Regions from separate parts of the Mus musculus genome. Here region 2 is linked to region 1. The links are chromatin contacts, called in public promoter capture Hi-C maps. All regions are on one chromosome and are shown on one strand. The core of a region is the stretch at or near the end of the contact, and the rest is flanking DNA. Distances in the headings are between cores, read along the strand shown. Region 1 holds the start of Myo5a (myosin VA). Region 2 holds the start of Senp6 (SUMO/sentrin specific peptidase 6).

Region 1 (2,880 bases), core at 278-2,777:
AAGGAAGGACAAAAGGACAAATAAAATTCACTCTATTTACAAGTAAGAAACCTGAACCAGAGAGGTTATGTAGTTTGCCAAATGTCACACAGTTGGGTGGAAAGGTACAGATTTCTTTCCTCAAGGCTGCAATTTGGGCTCTGGGCTTATTGATGTCACGTGTGCAAGAGATGATTCCAAACTGCTAAAAGAAGAGTCCAGAAAGCTGGGGCTATCTATATATAGCTCAGTTGTAAAGGGTTTACCTAGTATGCATGAGGCCCTTACATTCAATCTCCGTGCCTGAGAGGGAGACAAAGGCAGAGACAGAGAGAGACGGGAAGAAAGAGATTCTGGTAAAAATGTAAAAACATGAACTTGAAAAGTTAAGGCAATTCTGTTGAGTGGAATTAGAGGTAATTTTAATAATCATTAGCTGGCAAAACATCCATTGAAACCGTAACATAAGATACCATGAATGCATACACCACACACTGCCCAACACAGATTTTCTAAACAGTCTCTCCAAAATACGCCATTCAGAGATTACCAGACCCTGAGAATATGGGCGTCGGTTTAAGATTGAAAAGGCTGCCACTTCCCCTAAATGAAGACCAAAAGGGAAAGGCTCGCCGGAAAGGAGGGTGAGGACACAGAGCTAACGAGGCTCTCGGGGATAACGCGCAGGTTGCAAACTCCCAGGCACCAAGAAGCCTAAGAATAAGCTCGCCATCTCCGGGCTGCATCTTCCCACAGGCTCCGCACCCCAGGGCAAATGGCAAGAACCCGGCAGCTAAAGGTGAAAGCGGACTGGCCATAACTGCAGAATCCGAAATAATCTCCCCGAGAGGCTGCTGCCTGGCGCATACCGGCACAGGACGTTATTTTAAGCACGAGTCCCGGGAGAGCGGCCCGAGCATCTGCCCAAGAGCATCCCATCCGAAATGGGCTCGGGAGGCAGAGCAGGGAGGTACAGCCGGGCAAGGAGGTACAGCCGGGCAGTGGGGTGCAGTCCGGTGGAACCTGCCGGTCCTACAGCCACGGTCCCGGCCGCGCGACCCCTCCCCAGGACAAGGCTCTGCGGCGCGCGTTACCTTGGTGTAGAGCTCGGACGCGGCCATGGCGGGCCCAGCGCCGACGCCCCCCGCCTAGGCGGAGGCCGCAGCTCGCGTGGCGGCCGCCCGCGCGGGTGAAACGGTGGCGGGCGGGGAGCAGGGGAAGGGCCGGGCCGGGCAGGGCGGGCCAAGCTGGCGGGCGGGCCCGGGCGGGCCGGGGCGGGGCGCGTCAGGCGCTAGCGGCGGGCGGGAGCCTGACAGTCATCACCTCCAGGGCTCGGCGGCCGCGTGAGCCCGAGGCGCGTGCTCGGGGGACTCGGGTACCAGCCTCCGCGGCCGTCGCCGCCTCAGTCTCCCCAAGCCGCCTGGTCCACACACACAGCCCTTGCGGTCTCTTCAGTCGCCTCGCGTCCTCAGCGCCCCCTCGCTCCCTCAGTTTCCTCAGCCGCTTCGCCTCCTTAGAGGCCTGGTCTCTGTAGCCTCCTCTGTCTCCTCCGCGGCGCGCGATGCCGCCGCCGCCGCCGCCGCCGCCCTGTGCATTGTGGGAGCGGGAGGAGGCTGCGCTCGAGCGCTGCCACCGCGATCCCTCCCGGCTCTTTCGGGCTCACGCTGCCTCCCATCGGCGGCGGGCACCGAGCATCCTCGGCCCATGCGGCTGGCATCCCAAACCTGCTTTGGCGGAGTGGCCCCCCACAGTGTGCGCGAAGGTGGGGCAGTGAGGGAGCGCGTCCCGCTCGAGGTAGCGACGGTTAGAGTGCCCGCGTAGACCCGGCAGCCTCAAGGCTGCTCCTCCTGGCCCTGCTGTTTGTAGGGAGAGGACTTGAGGTAGGGGAGGGTTCGGGAAAGGCCTTTCTGAGAACCTGCAACTCCAGAAGAGACTTGCTCACGGCAGGGCGGGAAGCTGCACCACCCGGAATTTGAAGGATGCTCAAGGTCACTCTGCATTTGGGTTTGCACCCTTGGTGATGCAAGGACATAGGGTGGCCTCTAACACACAGAAACTCCAATGAACCTGAAAACAAGATGGCACTGGGAAATGGCCCATCTTAGACTTGGGCGTTTACATAGGTTCGCCACCATTCAGAATGAGACCTTTGTTCTGCTGATCGTGACAGCACTACCTGATGCTGATCCTGGAGTCACCTGAAAACGGCAACCTACTGAGAGAAACTCAAGTGTTTGCAGTCTTGACGCAGTCTATTCCGTGCCCTTACACGGACACAGGAATGTGGTCTTTTTCATCCCAACATGTTCTCTCCAGCCACACTTTCGTGCTCACTTGGAATACTCTTTAAAATTTTTAGCCTTTTAAAATGTGTCCATCTTCCTTCTTTAAACCTTAAGTTGTGGCCAGTGCCTATCATGGGAATCCAGTTTTATTGTTTGGCTTGTTGGGTTTTGAGACAGGTCTCACTAAGCAGCCCGGGTTTTCTTCAAACTCGCCATCCTCCTGCCTCTGCCTTGTGAATGGTGAAATTTTAGAGACATGGTTCTGAGACCAGTACAATGGCAGTCAAAGCACAAGCCTGACTCCCTAGTTATGTCTGAACATGAGGTGGGTATTTGAAGGAAGACTGTTCACCACTTTGATGTTTCTGGATTCCATCCTTTCTTTGTCTGCCTGTGAAAGGAGACAAAATGTACTTTGAGCCAGCAGAGCATCCAAAGCAATGAGTTGAGCTCCTGTCTCTTACACTTCCTTCATGCCTGTAGAAGGTGCCTGTTTCCTTACCCTCTAGATATTAGCTACCGGTCAGGACAGTTGAGGAATACTGAGTATGATGGGTTGGTGAGTCGGAGGGGGGGGGGGTAGGAAGAACCAAAACACTCAAAACTCTGAGAGTTC
Region 2 (2,859 bases), core at 100-2,599, 5.0 Mb before region 1:
TTAACTCTGCTTCACAAGCGACTAAAAATGGGAACACACCCTAACTCTTTTACCTTCCCCGGCTGTCTCCAAACCGACACTTGGAAGCTCATTCTCTCTCTTTTTTTTTTTTTCCACCTCCCATACCTGCTTTACAAAGTATAAACAACCAAACACATCTCACCGGAGTTCGGGGCACCGCCGGGTCTAACCTGCACCCCGAGGGCAGCGGCTAGCCTGGGAGCTTTTAACCACAGGGCAGTGTTAACCACCACCTCTCCCCCTGCCTCCTTGGATCGGCCAGTTTCAACCAAGCTTAGGTCTGAAACTTTCCACGAACGCTTAAGAAAGACGCGGACGAAGTCTGCTCCTCACCCACTAGGCACCCATCGAGAATATGGAGGTGGGAGCGAGCCCAAGCCTTCGGCGCGCCCCTCGCAGGCCGCCCTGGGCCTCGGCTCGCTGCGCTACCACCGCGCCGCCTCGCGCCGGCCTGCCCGAGCCTTGGCCCGGGCGGACCCGAAGTCGGCGCGCCTGCAGCGCGTTCCCAGCGGGCCATCGGCCGTCCGGGCCCCCGTGGCCCCCGCGGCCCCAAGCCCACCCGGAGCAGAGAGCTGAGTATCACGGCCCGGGGGTGGGAGACACCCCGGTGTCGGCGAATTTCGCCCCCGACTCTCCCCCGAGGGAGACCCGAGCGTACCTTTCAGGAAAAGAGCCCCAGCGCTGCCACCGCTCTTGCCCGCCGCCATCTTCCTCCTTCCACGCCGCCTCCTTCTTACTCCATGGCCGACACCGGCGCGGTGCTGGCGGGGAATGGGGGCCGCGCGTCGGGAGGGTAGCAGCCGCAGGGTGGCGGGCCTCGGGCTCGACCTCCGCGAGGGGCGCTCCCCGCCGGCCGGGCCCCCCACACAAAAGCGGGCCTGACGGGAGGCGGCGAGGCCCACGGCCTGGGCTGCTTCTCCTCAGGCGCCTACCGGGGACCGTGAGCGGCGGCGGCGGCGCTTCCCGGGCCCGGCTCCCCTCGGCACACGACTCCCCATCCACCGGGCCGCGCCGGCCTCTGAGGAGCTCCCTCCGCTCCCCTCCGCCCCGCTCCGCCGCTGGCTCCGGAGGACGGAGAACGGAGCGAACGCTCACACGCCTTCTACGTCCCGGGCCGTAAAATGGCCGCAGCGGCTTGAGCCGAGCGAGGGCTCCGCGACCGTGAGGCGCCCGCGACCCCTCGCTGCTCCAGCAGTGGCCGCCGCCGCCCGCCCACCCCGCCCAGGCGTCAGAGCATCAGCCCAGGCCTCGGCGACTGTCCATGTGGACGGGGGTGGGTCTCCGCCACCGCCGCGCGTCGGTCGCCACAGCAGCCCCGCCGCCGCTCCTCCCCCACCGGCCTCCGGGCCCGCCCCGCCGCCGCCGCCGCCCCAGAGCCTCTCTCTCCCTTCGGGTCCCTGCTCGCCCCCCTCCGGGCTCGGCCGAACCCGAGCCGGGGGCTGTCGTCCTGCCGGCCTGGGGTGGCCTTGTCTGGCCGGCCTTGGCGAGGGACGAACAAAAACCCCTTCCTCGGAAGGCCCCCATGGCAGAGCCGGCCTGCGAGCGCTTGCCAGCCTGCCGGCCAGGTATTCTATTTGGTCGAGTCGCACCACAAATTCTAAAGAAACGCTCCAAGTTCTTGTCTGACCCTGAATTTAAAACGTGCCATGGGAAGGAAAAAAAAAAAAAATGAAGCCAGGTAATTGGAAAATAAAATTGTGTTCACATCCATCTTCCAAACAATGCATATATGATATGATTGAGCCAGTACACTTTGTGTGTGTGTGTGTGTGTGTGTGTGTGTGTGTGTGTGTGTGAGAGAGAGGGGGGGGGGGGAGAGAACACAGTAGACTATGATACAATTTGAGGGGCTTTTTTTTTTCTTCTTTTTTCTTACAAACCCCATGTAGTGGTGTAGGTTTTTCCCAGTCCATAAAGGGATAGAGACAGGTGGATCTCTCTGTCAGATGGAGGCCAGCCTGGTCTACAAAGGAAGAGCCTGTCTTCAAAAACAACAACAACAACAACAAATCCATGAAAAATGCAGAAAATGAAAAAAAAAAGTTACAGAAATTCAAGCCCCTTAGCTGTGTGGTCAGCTAATAAACATTTTTTTCTTTCCTTTCCTTCCTTCCTTCCTTTCTTTCTTTCTTTCTTTCTTTCTTTTTTTTTCTGGTTTTTTCAAGACAGGGTTCCTCTGTGTAGCCCTGGCTGTCCTGGAACTCAGAAACCCGCCTGCCTCTGCCTCCCAAATTCTGGGATTAAAGGTGAGCTAGCGCTACCACTGCCCGGCTACATTTTTTCTTTAAAAAAAAAAAAAAAAGTGGGTGGGGTTGGGGGGAGGGTGTTTTGCCTGCATTTAGGGTGGGAAAGCTGCTTCTTGTAGTTACTTCAGAGGCCGGAAGAGGGTACCCAGGCTAACCAAACTGCTGAATCCATTTCTCCAGCCCTTTGAGTGAAAAAGTGAAACATAAAAAACAAAAGATTCTAGGCCTTTAGGCCCAGGCTTGAGAATGTGACCTTTGTGACTCAATGCTCCATGGTATGCTAATCATAAAACAAATAGCGGCATTCCTCCAGCAACCTGCTTCCTGGGTTCAGGGCATGTTTGTTCAAAGAAAGTCACCCTGACCCACCCTGACCATTGCTGGAACCCTCTATGCAAATATGCTATTGTTAGAGGCTCCTAGAAAACTGTCTTGACTTTCCACTTAACTGGTATTTTTGGTATTTTCCAACAAAGCCCTCCCCACCCCCTTGAGTTATGGTTTCTTCCTTTAAATACCCCCTTACCCAGCTACTCTGGGCACCACGGTCCTCTACCCCTTCGTGGTGTAAGACTGTGGGCCCAAGAGTGCT

Evidence for each region. Promoter capture Hi-C pulls out the DNA fragments that hold promoters and counts their contacts.
Region 2: a contact with region 1 is called in a promoter capture Hi-C map of erythroid cells, with 16 times the contacts expected there. The contact joins the promoter of Senp6 here to the promoter of Myo5a in region 1.

What each region holds. Positions count from the first base shown.
Region 1 is chr9:75,069,853-75,072,732 of GRCm38.p6, reverse strand. Myo5a (myosin VA) reads right to left here and starts at 1,527. Exons shown (of 41, transcript NM_010864.2): 1 at 1,074-1,527. The coding sequence starts at 1,100.
Region 2 is chr9:80,065,393-80,068,251 of GRCm38.p6, reverse strand. Senp6 (SUMO/sentrin specific peptidase 6) reads right to left here and starts at 1,349. Exons shown (of 24, transcript NM_001311110.1): 1 at 680-1,349. The coding sequence starts at 728.